Regions from separate parts of the Mus musculus genome. Here region 2 is linked to region 1. A link is a contact called in public Hi-C data. All regions are on one chromosome and are shown on one strand. Each heading gives the region's core, a stretch centred on a gene start, on an enhancer-like site or on the middle of the called end of the contact. The rest is flanking DNA. Distances are from core to core; before and after follow the strand shown.

What was found. Hi-C and Micro-C count contacts between places; a contact is called where the count stands out from the background.
Region 2: a Hi-C map of Th2 cells shows a contact between it and region 1, with 2.2 times the contacts expected there. The contact joins the enhancer-like site here to the promoter of Zmat3 in region 1. A contact is called at or near these places in 7 of 39 promoter capture datasets (the 3T3-L1 cell line, 3T3-L1-derived adipocytes, the C10 cell line and 3 more), 1 of 15 datasets of contacts at CTCF or cohesin (CD8 T cells), 14 of 484 Hi-C or Micro-C datasets (the AML12 cell line, the Ba/F3 cell line, CD4 T cells and 11 more), 9 of 115 datasets of contacts at active chromatin or transcription factors (CD8 T cells, the SCID.adh cell line, bone marrow-derived macrophages and 4 more) and 4 of 9 other capture datasets (adipose tissue, liver, macrophages and 1 more).

The regions. Positions count from the first base shown.
Region 1 is chr3:32,364,116-32,371,384 of GRCm38.p6, reverse strand. It overlaps Zmat3 (zinc finger matrin type 3), which reads left to right and starts at 5,720. Exons shown (of 6, transcript NM_009517.2): 1 at 5,720-5,881. 4930429B21Rik (RIKEN cDNA 4930429B21 gene) reads right to left here and starts at 5,896. Exons shown (of 1, transcript NR_027966.1): 1 at 3,947-5,896.
Region 2 is chr3:32,433,086-32,440,076 of GRCm38.p6, reverse strand. It overlaps Pik3ca (phosphatidylinositol-4,5-bisphosphate 3-kinase catalytic subunit alpha), which reads right to left. Exons shown (of 21, transcript NM_008839.3): 2 at 3,520-3,947; 3 at 2,750-2,959; 4 at 2,010-2,260; 5 at 128-373. The coding sequence starts at 3,871. Among named protein-coding and RNA genes, the nearest start is that of Pik3ca, 40 kb to the right of the region's middle. Within about 2 kb of position 2,031, at least 20 of the 459 cell types and tissues checked have an H3K27ac peak or open chromatin away from gene starts, as enhancers often do. A contact at or near this core is called in CD8 T cells, Th1 cells, Th2 cells and 1 more, where this site is marked.

The DNA of each region.
Region 1 (7,269 bases), core at 4,471-6,970:
TGTGTATTCAAATGAATGTGGAGGCCAGAAGTCAACCCTGGTTGTTGTTCCTCAGTCATTGTTCATCTTGTGTTTTGAAATGGGGGTCTCTCACTGGGACCTGGGCTTCACTGCCTCAGCTACACGGAATGGCTACCAAGCTCCGGAGATCTGCCTGTCTCTACCTCTCTAGAGCAGGGATAGCAAGCATGCTTGGTTGCAGTAAATCTCCAACCCAAATAGGCCTATGCAAAGAAAACAAAACTCAATTAATATGAATACAAGCTGCACGCCTAGTTTGGGCAGATCTACCACTACACTACTGTATTCCCCATCTATGAGACCCCTTATAACTTGTGGTTTCTCCAGGCCACGTGCTTCTGCTCCATTTTTCTTCCACCTCCTCCTCTTCTGTCATGTCGTCCTCTCTTTTCCCCTCTCCTCCCTCTCCCCAAACTTTTCAGCTCCACTTTGCCTTCCACTGCTCAATCACTGGCTCTAGCCTTTTGTTTACAAGTTAAGGTGGACAGAAGGTTCATAAGAAGTCACCTGTGTACGTGATTCGCTCCTTGTCCGCAACTCTTCCTGGGAAAGCAGAATTAGCATCAAAATACAAACAGCACCAGGGCTATCCACAAAAATGTTCCACAAGGCTTGATTTTTTTTTTCTAGGTGGTAAGGTTTGAACTCACTACCCCATGCTCGTACAGTAGAAATTTTACCACCTGAGCCAACTCCCTAGTCCTGACTTTTACACTTCCACATTCATTTCTCTCTCTCTCTCTCTCTCTCTCTCTCTCTCTCTCTCTCTTTCTCTTTCTCTCTCTCTCCCCTCTCTCCCTTTCTCTCTCTCTCTGAGACAGGAGCTCTCTTTATACCCCTGGCTGTTTTGGGACTCACAATGTTGACCAGGTCAACCTTAAACTAACAGAGATCCTCCTGTTTCTGCCTCCCAAGTTCTGGGACTAAAGGTGTGTGCTGTCATTTCTTGTACTCATGAGTTGAATTTTCAGGGTTGATATAGCAGGGTCGGTTGGTAAGAGTCTATTTGCTTTCCCCTCTTTGGTTCTTCTGTGGTGTCCACAGTGGCAGGGACTTCACTGTCAGAGGACTCCTGGCTTCCTTTCTGCTCTGGGTCCTCCTCCCCCACTTCTTCTTCCTCCCCTTCTCCCTCCTCCTCCTCTTCCCTATTATACATTTGGATTCCAGTGCCAGCATTTTCTCTACAGATTGGAGAGCAAGTCTGGGCTTGTTAGTTTATGAACAGGGCACACTCATCAACTTCCTGTGTCCCCCTTGTATCAGTCTGTGTAAATGTGGTCTGTGAGTCCATTTGCTGCCATCCCATGCTGACCATGCCACACAGGGCTTTAGCTATGGTTGGTTTGTCTCCATCCTCAGTGAAAAAGTAACCCTGGAAGGCATCATGTCCTGATCTTGAAAGTGAAGGCGCATAGTGTCTCAAGACTCCATGCAAATTTCCTTACAAGAGGGGAAATTGACCTGATATATGTACCAGCCTTTGGAGATCATACTTGTCTCTTCTCTTCTTATCATGTGTCTGTTCACATTAAGATTCCGGGCATAGACACCACAAATGCTCAAGCCAAGGGAAGCCACCCAAGGTACGTTACAATTATATTCTTGGTAAATGAACCAACACAGTAGATTTTTGTTGTATATAATTTAATATAATGAAAATATTTCTGTCTGTTATATTTTGAGACAGGTTCTCATGTAGCCAAGGCTAGCTTTGAATTGGCCATGTAGATGATAATGGCCTTGATGTCACCTCACGTGAGTATACATGCTTTTTTTTTGTTTGTTTTTTGCTTTTTGTTTGTTTGTTTGTTTGTTTTCTGAGACAGGGTTTCTCTGTGTAGCCCTGGCTGTCCTGGAACTCACTCTGTAGACCAGGCTGGTCTCAAACTCAGAAATCTGCCTGCCTCTGCCTCCCAAGTGCTGGGATTAAAGGCGTGCGCCACCATGCCCGGCTACATGCTTCACCTGCACAAAAGTAGGTGCATCACATGCATGCTTGGTTCCTGAGGAGCCAGAATAGGGCACTGGATTCTCTAGAACTGGAATTACAGATGGGTGGGCGCCAACACCTGGGTCTGGGAAGTGAACCCTGGTCCTCTGCAAAAGCAGCAGATGCTCTCAACTGCTGAGCCTTCTCTTCATATCCTTTAACTTTGTTTTAAGATTGGAGTTTTCTCCTAATAGATTCAATGTTTCCTATATAGTAGTTACATTATGAGAGAACGTAAAGCTGTCAGACACTGTAATCCTATTAATGAATAGAAGGACAGGCATTCCTGTTCATCCAGGCATTTGTTGACTGGTAGTCATCATTCAATTAACTGTGGCCATGCAAATATACTACTTGGGCTGAATCCGCTAACGAATTCGAGGATTTGTGAAATGATTTTTCCTCTTCTCCTTCATAACGGAATTGGACATGGTGGTGCATGTCTGTGATCTCACCACTCAGAATATTAGTAAAACCTTGGCTCAAAGACAAAAAAAAAAAAAAAAAAGTAATGGGTCTTATGCTGAGAGTCTCTTCTTCCCCTGGGAAAACCTCACTGTAGCCACTCCCCGTGTGCTTCTCTTCCTTAAAAATCTCTTTTGCCCTCAAGACGGCCTTGGTAACAGTAATCCCTTCCAAATGATCTACTTCCTTTGCCCCATGAGGGGGGCTTGGGAATCATTTGAGATGGGCAGGAGCAGGGTGGAAAACAGGCAGCAAGGAGAGGAATTGTAATGGGTTCTTAGGTACAATCTTGCACCCCATTGGCTCTGGCCCCAACAGTTTACATCTTGCCCACTGCTTTGGGGTGACTGATCTGTACCTTCAGCTTTGAGCTGTAAGGTCATTGGCTATCTATTGCCTCTTGCAATTACTATGAGTGGGTTTTAAGGCTGCAGGTGCTAAAAAAATAAATTTGACTTCCTCTTCCTCCTCCTCCTCCTCCTCCTTCCCCTGTCCCTTCTCCTTCTCTGAGACAGGGTTTCTCTGTGTAGCCCTGGCTGTCCTGGAACTCACTATGTGGACCAGGCTGGCCTTGAACTCAGAAATCTGCCTGCCTCTGCCTCCCAAGCACTGGGGTTAGGTGCCATTTGCATCTTCCTGTTGTGTAGGCTCAGGTGTCTGAGATGTAGATCTCAAGGTCTGTGCAGGAGTTCCACTGCTTCTGTGTCCACCGTTCCTTCCCAGGTAACCTCAGAAACTTCTTTTGGGGGAGGGGGCAGACATGAGGTCTTTCTTGAGGTTTATAACAATACCTCTAAGCGACAAGACTAACTGCCCATATTTGTGTCAGGTTATACTCTTAAAATTTTATTAAGGTTACTAGTCCTCTATGCAGGATGCAGGCCTGCTGTGGAGGTCAGAGGACAGTTTTGGGGAGTCGCTTCTCACCTTCCACCTTGCAGCATCCCTTGTTTCTCCTACTGTGGTGCATACCCCAGCCCAGCTGGTCTGAGAATTTGTGGGGGGTTCTCCTGTTTCTGCTCTGCATCTCACCACAGGGATGCTAGGATTACTGAAGCAAGTCACTGCACCTGGTTTATATTATATTATGCAGGGACTGGGGCTACCAGGCTCAGTGGCTAAGTACTTTATCTACAGCCATCTTGCTGGCCCCAGATTGCATTCTTTTTTGGAATGACTCATTGTGCCAGATGCCTATTAAAGCAGAGATGGCTGCACTGGCTTAAGGTTTAGTGACAAAAGTGGCTTTGGCCATTGGAATCTGTGTGAATGGGCCATAGCACATCAGTGCCACAATGTTACATTCCACTATCGATTTTGATCCTCTCATGTGCTTCAAGTCCCATAGAGGTATGCCTTCTGTCAACAGACCAGCAACACACAATCACAAAAGTAGGTTTCAGCCACAAGTCAGTGAGATTTGTTTTTGTCCTTTAGTAAAGGTGGTGAATATGACCGGTTTCTTTTTCTTTCATTTATTTTATTTTAAAAATTTATTTATTTATTTATTTGAGGGGGGCTACTGAATCTCATAAGACCCAGTGATTCACAAAAAAAGCTCTAATTTGTGGGGCCATTTTCTCTGTCATGAGATTTACATTTCTATGAAACAAGTATCTTGGGATTACTTGCTTTTTCCTGGGCCAGAGAAGGAAATGCCTGAGCTGTTTGAAGTAAGTTGTAGGATCAGGGGCAGCAAATTTGGAACATCGAGTGTATGTATGTGTATGAGCTAGCGGGTAAGGCCCCTACTTTCAGCTTTTAGATTTTATTCCAACATGCAAATACACATAAAACTATAAAATATAAACGGAAGACTCCAAGACCTGTCTCTTTCTGCACTCAGGGAGTTTAAGGTAGTAGTATATGTAATAAAGTCCCATGTGAGGAATGGAGATTGTTATCATGCAGTGGCCCGAGAGGCCATGGAAGTTGCTTGTAGGAGAGGCTGCAGGGGGCAAGGATGGACAGGGAGAAAGGCATTTAACACCAAGGACAGGCTGTGTAAGATCACAGAGGTAACGCTAGACTATGGGCCTGTGATGGATAGTACAGACTGTCAATAGGAGTGTTTCTGGATTAGAAACCGAGGAGGGAAGACTCACCCTGAGTGTGGGCGGCTTCGTGGATGGAAAGCAATCGAGCAGCTCCTCCCGGTTTCCTGACTATGGACATTTGTGACCAGCTGCCCCACTTTTGCTCTCATGGCTTCCCTGCTGTGATGGACTGTACCCTCAAACTGCGAGCCAAAATTAATTTTCTTCCGTTGCCTTTGCCAGCCATTTTATAAGACGGGACATGTGGGTGAAAACGAGGATGAGGGTTGTCAGATGGGAAAGGCCAGCCAGGGCCCAGCATGGTCCCAGCTAACAAGAGTGAATGGCAAAGTTCTGACAAAGGGCTGAGAAATGCGTTTCTACCCCGCTGCTTTTAAAACAATGAAGCCATTTGGTATTTTCACATATACAGCACGTGCACTGAACTCATCTGTGCGGTGGATTACTCTTCCCGATGGCGGGTGCACACTGGTCTAGTCTGCTGAACAGTCCTCGAATTCGCGAAGCCCGCCCGTACCTGGTTGTTGGCGCATGCTCCAGTCATAGCCTTGCATTCCCGTGTAAATAGGCAGTCTATTAGGCTGAGTTGAGGCTCACCATATTTAGATCTTGGCATTTTAGTTTATGGTTTACACAATAACCACACACAATGTGAAAGTACTTGATGCTGCGAAACCATACTCTGCCGGTAATATGGAAAATTCGTGTCATGTTATCCAAGGAGAAACCCCTAGCCACTATACAAGTATTCACATGCAGAAGGTACAAGCCGGCAGAACAAGCTAGGGCTGCAATCCATCCCAGCGCCTCTCTTGAAGGTATCCCGGGGACTTCTGCAGTCCTTCGGGTCCTGCCGGTGAGCGGGCTCCTTTCCAATGTCTTTGGGCGGAGGCGCAAGGAGTGCAGTTTCCAGGTCTCAGAGGAGAACCTCCGCCCTCCTACCAGGCTCTGCCAAGCTTCTGCCCTCATCGCTTTCAGGGTAGGCTGGGGCAGCTCCGAGGAGCCATCAGGGCCAGGGTAGGGTACCCTTTCGAGTCGCTGTTCCGCACCTGCTCGGCGTCCCGGGTCTGCGGGAGCAGCCGCTTGTCCGTGCACATGCGCAGTAGCGCTGCCGGGAGCCCTGCCTCCTCCTCCTCCTCCTCCTCCTCCTCCGCCGCCGCCGCCGCCGCCGCCTCCCGGTTCCGCAGTCACTTCCTGCAGCTGTTTCCCGGTGGCTCCGCTCCGACCGACTTTTGACAATCAGCCTCCAGCAGCGGAGCGGCCGGTCGGCGGCGGCGAGCGCAGAAAGTGGTCTTGGAGCGGGCAGCGGCGCGCGGGGTGGCGGGGCGGCTGCGGCCTGCCGGTTCCGGTGAGTGCGGTCCTCGAGTCCGCTCGGTTGCGTCCGTGTGCGCGTGTCAGCCTCGCCCGCGGCGTCCAGCGGGCCACCGATCCCGATCCCGCAGCCATTCGCACAGCCGCCTCGGCGACTCGGTGCTCCCGGCCGGCATCCTCGCAGGACCCGAATGCGTGTGAGCTTGCCCAGCCCGGGAATGGCACACGCGGGGGCGATGCTGCAGGGGCGCAGTTTTGAGTCCTAGATGCTGAGCCTGGGTCGCCAAGGCCTCCTCCCCTTCTAAGCTTTCTTCTGTGATGTAAAACAGCCTGCCAGGGCTGTTTTTCTGCCTGCCACGTTTTGGTGACCTCTGAGTAAGGTTTTCTCTTGTCTTCTCTTCTCCGGAATACCCAGGGGTAGCCTTCCTTACTTTACCCGGACGCCAGGAACCTGTTCCTGGATTCTCTTCTTTGCCCTGGGTCTGTTTCTGCTCAGGGGAGGCTGTTGTTTGCAGTACAGCCGGTGAGGAGTAGGCCCCAGCCCAACCGTGGAAACGTGTGCTGTGGTCATTCATTTCCCTCAGACCGGTACATGGTGGAGCTGTGATTTTCTTTAGTGTCTCTGAGCTCCCTTCCAAATTAGGACATCAAGCGCTGTGCATCCTTCGTGTCTGCCATCGCACACGTCCAATCGGATGGATTTTGAGATCTGAGAAGTATTTTTATAACAGCTTCTAAATTAGTCTCTTAAATTAATGCAGCAGTTTGAACGGATCCGAGCATGTTTTTGAGTCTGTATTTCAGCTTGTGTATTCACTGAAGCTTAGCTTTGGTTTTATTTATTTTTAGAGTTATTTATTTATTTATTTTTACCCAAATGTAATACCTGTTGTGATTGTCACCTATAGACTTTTGGGGGAGGGCTTTTTTTTTTAACCTTATGTTGATTATTAAATCTAACAGTATTTTTGAGGTCTCTATTCTTTCTTTGAACATTATGAACATAAAATGTAATAATAGGTAAACCTGCACTGTAAACACCCCCACCCCACCCGGCCGGCCAGTGTTTTGCTTTGAAATAAGGCCTTTTTGTGCCTCTGCTGGGAGGAGGGCCTTGTTTCTGCAGGACTGCTGCATGATTCTGGGGCCACGCATGCTGGGGTTTCATCAGGTGGGAGTAAGCATGTGAGAAACAAGCCCAGGCATGTCTTGGGAGCATGCTGATTCGGTTCTCTATGTATATTGCTGATTTTCTATATCCAGATGTTTTGATATCCTGCCCTGTCCTTTCTCTATGATCTAACAGAGAATCTGGATGACAAGTTAGGGTCAGAATGACATGGTCCGTTCTATCTAAGTAGTTAATCTATTTAAAAAGATGATTTCATTACCCTGCCTCCAATATCCCTAATCATCTTTGCTCTT
Region 2 (6,991 bases), core at 782-3,281, 72 kb before region 1:
TCTATTTTCTGAGATTTGTGTTTTTCTAGTCACTTGAAAAACTACAGAGGTCAACAGTTTGTACTGTGCTCCACAGAGGCTAATTACAAAAAGACTTCCACAGAGCAAACCTCAGCATTGGCCTTACCTTATCAATGTCTCGAATATTTACATTTACATAGGTTGCACAAAGAATTTTTATTCTGAGCGCACTATTTATGACCCAGAGGGATTTCGTAGATGTCTCTCCATTCATGTAGGGTGTGGCTGTGGAGATGCGCCTGGAGTATGACGGCATGGTGAAGCTATCAATCGGCAGCTGAGAGTATAGGCTTTCTTTGGCCATCAGCATCAAGTTGGGCATCCTCCCCAGCATTATACAGCTTCTTATGTACTGTAAGAGATCACAGAGGGAGGGACTTCACATAAGGCACTTCATTCCTATGACAGCATGTAGGAATATTATGAATATTTACACATTGATTTACAAAGGTGGTTTTAAAAATTAAACATAGACCACACTTGATAGTAGCTGTTTATAATGCAGTTAGAACCTCTGAATATATTTATATAAAATAAAAAAATTAGGGCCAACTTCTGATACTATTATTTTACTCTTAAACTGCAAAACACTACAACAGTATCAGAAGTGATCACTGTAATAGAAAAGCAGCTTCCTTTGGTAAGCCTGACAGTGCATGTCAACCCTGACAGCTAAGCCTTTCTCAGGGTCAAACCCCACCCTACTCCCTCCAAGTAGTTCCTGAGGAACATTTACTGAATTGAAACAATGAAGCCCCATAAACAAACTGGTATGGTTACCTACACTGGTAATTCTAGCACTTGGGAAGTGACTGGAAGAAGATGAAGGCTTAAGGTCATTTCTAGCTACTACATGACCAGTTTGAAGCCAGCCTGGGGTATATAAGACTCTGTCTTAGACAAACAAAATCCCAAACAATAAAAATAATAAGTAACAAGACTCAGAATAACAGAGTTATTTTTTAAAATGTTAAAACGGGTGGGTCTCCCTTTTGAAACAGCAGGCTGTACTTCTGCACAGAGTTCAAGGTCAGACATGTTCCTCAGTCACTGTCTGCTTCATGGAGAGAGGATCATTTCCTGAATAGGGAGCTCCCAAGGCCAGGCTGACCGGGCACAGAGCTTCAGAGATCCTCAGACACAGGCTGCCGGCCATGCCTGGCTTTCATGAGGTGCTGGGGTCCAAATACAGTTCCTCCTCACACTTATACACAAACACTTTACCAACTGCTCAATCTTCCCACGCCTAAGAGAGCCCTAGTACATATGTGTACATGTGTCCTTGTATGCATGTCACAGAGAGTGCATAGAGTTCACAAAGCTGGCTCTCACTTTCCACCATGAGTCCCAGGGATGTGACTCAGGTTATTAGGCTGGGTAGTAACAAGTGCCTTTATGCACTAAGCCATCTTGCTGGCCCCTACACATGGATTTTTAGCCTATGTTACTGTATATACATCATAACTCCCTATTTTCCCACTTATCACCAACTAAAGGCCACTGTCTCTCTTATTAAACAGTAACTGGTGTGTGTATGCTACCACTGCTTCTCAGCTGGATTTATTCAGTGACCAGAGAAAGAGAGGAAGAAGGTTAGTAGTAAATGTAATAAACCAAGATTCTATTTTAATGTTGTCCCCACATCCTTTGTAGGAGCAGGTAGGTCATGAAATGAGTATTTTGTGGTTAGTGTAACTGCTATGTCTTCCAACTCTAAAATAATTGCATTATTTAAACATAAACATAAATAGACAAGGGACTGGCTGAAATTCACTCATCCCAAAGGGGGTGAATATGAGCCAACACATAAAATACACATATGTCATAAATATAGCTCAGTGGTACAAGACTTGGCTGGCATTCACTATCAGTATTAAGCAAAATTCAAGTATACTAATAAAAATAAGCTTACAAGTGGTACTTCCTAAAATGAATATTCATCATCCGAACGCTGTGCCATGCAGCTCTGGTGTGGTGCCGTCACTCACCTTGTACTGACTCAGAGGGTACTTTTCCAGGAAGTATTCGTCACAGCCACACACTTTCAGAATATACTTGCCCTGATATTCTAAGACACAGAGTTTCAGCTGCTCAGAGGACAACAACATGCTCCGAGTCTTTTTCCTGATGGCTTCAGCAATGACTTGCTCTGGCACACAGTCATGATTGATCTTCAGAGTGTACTTCTGCTTGTCGTTGTTTGGAGAGACTATTACCCAAATCACCACTATGATTTGTCCTGTAACCAAAAAACACCGTTAGGTGCATCGCTGTGTCTATTTCATTTCTCTGAAGACAAGTTTCGAGAAGTGTTCACTGTTCCGCTAAGCACAACCAGAAACCATATCTAGTTAATCCAAATAGAGGTAAAGATCTGTCTAAAGACACAACATCCAAGGCTCCTTTTTGAGTGGATCACAAGGACCCATGGCTGAGCTTAACGCCACATTAAACTTTAAAAGGAGAATCAGCTCTAATTCTGTTAGTATTCTATGCAACAGTGAATTCTAAACTCAGTTCTTGAGTGTCAGTGAGATAAGCATTTACCAAGGGGTGAGTCAGTAAGAAGGAGTGACTGCTATCCAGAAGTCATTACTCCACACTCAGCTCTCAGGGTGCAGGAGCCCTTCCTTGTCTTAGGCGCATGATCCAGCTACCAAAAGGCAACCGTGCAGCAATCAGCACAGCTACAGCAACACAAGGTCCGCTGCGGGGACCGCCTCCTTACCTTTATCTAACTTGTTGTAGATGTGCTTTGGCAGTTCTGGGGAAGACTCGACATTTGGAGGGTAGACATACATTGCTCTGCTATGAGGCGAGTTGAGATCCCGCAGGTCCACAGCTTCTTTGCAAACATTCAGAATGTTCCTTCGAAAGTCTTGGACTTCTGGATCTTTAACCATATCAAATTCACACACTGGCATGCCAATAACAAAACCTAAAAAAATAGGATGTTTATAAACAATGTAGGGCAGAAGTGGTTTTTACAAACGGAGAACTACACACATTTAGAAAAGCACAAAAGAAAGTTTCTATGAATTAAAAAAATGTTTTGATAAATCCATTTTTAAGAGGACAGCCAAGGCTACACAGAGAAACCCTGTCTTGAAAAACCAAAAGAAAAAAAGAAAAGAAAAAAGGAGTTGGCCTCAAGCATTTTAATTATATGCATTGTCCATATATCCATTAATATTATGATAGGACCTTTATCAACTTTTTCTGAGTAATAAAACTTGGCTAATAAGAAATCTAAGTCCTCCTACTAATTGTTTCCCTTAAGTAAAACCCTACAGGATATCAAAGCGTTACGAAGTTCTATAGCTCAGTAGTAAAAAACCATAAAAACAAAAACCCTACTTTATATTTTTAAATAGAAATCTACTCAAAGATTACAAAGGTAATAATTCAAAGTATCTTAAGAATAAAATAAAGAGGAGGCATCATAGTTATTTGCAGTTTAGCAATGACAGTGTCAATTAGCTGAAAATTATATCATACCAATTTCTCGATTGAGGATCTTTTCTTCACGGTTGCCTACTGGTTCAATAACTTTTAAAAAGGGTTGAAAAAGCCGAAGGTCACAAAGTCGTCTTGTTTCATCAAAAAATTCTTCCCTTTCTGCTTCTTGGGTGACACTTACGAAAATGTAAGAAGTTTCGTCTTGCAGAAGCTGATGGAGAGGGTATTTCCTGGCCTCTCTGAACAGTTCATGTTTGATGGTGACGAGTGTGGCCTCACGGAGGCATTCTAAAGTCACTATCATTCCATTGGGGAGTAAACATTCCACTAGGATTCGTGGGGGCATCAAGTGGATGCCCCACAGTTCACCCGAAGATGGTCGTGGAGGCATTGCTCTGACCCTCTGCAAACTTTACATAGAAAACCGCCTTATGGAGTCAGAATCACGACTGTCTCCAAACAGTGCCCTGAACAAAAGAAGAAAACCACCTGTTAGAGAGAAGCAATTGCTGATCACACACTGACGACAGCACTGAGAAGTGCAAATGGTCACAACTTGTTGTCTGACTAATCAGAGCAGTAATAACTTATGTGTTTTAATCTAGATGGTTGCTCTAAACTAGGCTACACAGATTTTATTACAGAAGACAGTAGAAAAATAACCTGCATTTAATTAGATTTAATGAAAATTTAAAAATATTGAATAGGTTTTCTAAGCTGGGTCTCACAAAAACAAGCAATGGGAAGAATGAAAAAGCAAGCTGTAACTCAACCAGAAATGACCATCTCCCCAGGCTTGGTGGTGCAGGCCTGCAACCTCAGCTCCTTTGGCTGAGGCAGGGGGATTTATTTGCAGGTTCAAGGCTTGCCTGGAACACTTAGCAAGCATGTCTCAAGTAGCAGCAGCCAACAGGTTAGGGATGGGATGGAGTAGTGAGCACTTGCCTGGCACACACGAAGATGGCTTCTGCCACTGTTACTATCATTTGAGGATGCCACAGACATGGCAGATCTTTTAGGTAACGGGTCCTGACTTATTTAAGTGTAAATACAGCCCAGATACTCCTCCTTCTTTCTCTTCACCCAGCATATGCAGTCATGTGAAATTAAATGGCTTAGTCTTTCCATCTTAAATCTTTGTTTGTTTGTTTGTTTTTTTCGAGACAGGGTTTCTCTGTGTAGCCCTGGCTGTCCTGGAACTCACTTTGTAGACCAGGCCTGCCCTTAGACTCAGAAATCCGCCTGCCTCTGCCTCCCGAGTACTGGGATTAAAGGCGTGCGCCACCACGCCCGGCTCTATCTTAAATCTTAATGAATGTGTGCATGTGAGTGCAGGCGCCTGTAGAGGACAGAGGGAACAGATCTCCCTGGAGCTGGAGTTACAGGCAGCAGGGAGTGCCTGATGTGCGTGATAGAAATAAATTCTGTTCCTCCGAAAGAGCAGTATGCATTCTTAACTGAAAGCCATTTCTCTAGTCCCTGTCACTTCCTTTCTGTTGGTAGGGGGCTGGGTTGTTTGTCTAAGTGATACTTTTAGACCACTCTGGGGTTTTGTTTGAGAAAGGGTCTAAGACGGTCCAGCCTGGCCTCGAATTTTCGATATAACAAAGACTAGCCTTGCTTGATGTTCCGATGCTTCTAATTCCACCTGCTGACTGTTGGGGTTATAAGTGGCTTCCATTCTGTTTTTAAAGGTATTCTATTTTTGCATGTGTGCATATGTAACTGCAGAGGCCAAAGAGCATCAAATTCACACAGGTATAGCTGAAGTTACAGATGCCTGTGAACTGCCTGATGTGAATGCTAGGACGTGAACTCTGGGCCTCTTCAAGAGCACCAAGTGTTCTTAATTGCAAATCCACCTCTCTGCCTCATTTGTTTTGGTTTTTGCTTTTTCAGGACAGGGCTTCTTTCTGGGTAGCCTGGATGCCCTGGAACTTACTCTGTAGATCAGGCTAGCCTGTGCCTCCCAAGTGCTGGGACTAAAGGCTGGTGCCACTCTTAGCCCCCAATTTGGTTTTTAAAGTATATTGTTACATAACAAAATATCATCAATTATTTTCCTTGAAGCATGGTGATTAAGCTGTGCCAATTCTTAATATTCTTGAGATGGACTGTTTTAAATATTGAAGGACCTACGACTAACTCTCTGTGTCACCCCACTTCGGATTAAATACTTATAATATTTTAGATGACAGCAGTCTTGGGGACTCATTTGGAAGATGCCATTAAAACCTTTAAAATATGCACGCTTACAGTTGTTGAGATGGCTCATGGGTAAAAGTGCTTGCCATGGAAATCAGATGACCTGAGTTCAATCTCTGGTCTCACAGGGAACCAGTTCCCAGAGCTGTCCTCTGACCACATCTGGACAATGTACCAGTGCTCAAGTCCCCAGCCCCCATACACACATGCCTTCCAAGGCTCCTCTTAAAAACGAGAAAACAGAAGGCAATTTCCTGCTGTTTTTAGGGTTTCTTCCACTCAGTGACACTGAGAAGTCAAGCAGCACAGAAGTCAAGCAGGAGATGCCAAGTGAGAAGGTCCTGGGGAGGGGAGAGACAGCAGCAAGGAAGAGGGCACGGTGCTCTGGCAGAGATCCTCCCTACTCAGGTTCAGTTTCTAGCCCACAGAAGCTCATAACCACATCTAATTCCAGTTCTAGGGATTCCAACTCACTCTTTCTCTGGCCTCCATCGGCACCAGCCATGTACATGTGCACAGACATACATTCAGATGAGAACTCATACACATGAAAAGGCCCAAACATCCTACTCATGTGGCACATGATACCAGCACATAGGAACTAGAGATACTGGTTCCTCACCAAGGGTGTGGTTCTGTTAGGTGCTGGGTAGGTAGTGTCTTAGGTTTTATCGTTGTAAAAAGACACCATGACCATGGCAGTTCTTATTAAGGAAAAGAGGCTGGCTTATAGTTCAGAGGTTTAGTCCATTATTGTCATGATGGGAAGCATGGTGGTATGCCAGTAGACTTGGTGCTGGAGAGGTATCTGAGAGTTCTACATCTAGATCAGCAGGCAGCAGGAACAGAGTGACAAGGGGTCTGGCTTGAGCATTTGAAACCTCAAAGACCATCCCCACTGACACACACACACACTTCCTCCAACAAGGCCACACATACTCTAACAAGGCCACACCTCCCAACTGTGCCACTCCCTATGAGCCATTGGGGATCATTTTCATTCAAACCACCAGAGTAGGTAAGGAAGAATGAGACAGATGTCCTCCTCTGGCCTTCATTAGAGGAAGTTCAGAGTGAAAATAGCATGGTATGTGTGATAATAATTACACTCTGAATTCCAGAGAAGAAGAAAAGCTATGGTGAATAGATTCTATAAACAGTGTGCCCAGCTGACTCAATGGAAGTAGGGAGAGAAGATAGCCTACAGAACATAGTATAGAAACAGAGGAATTAAACAGGGAAAGAAGGAAGGAAGGAAGGAAGGAAGGAAGGAAGGAAGGAAGGAAGGAAGGAAGGAAGGGAGGGA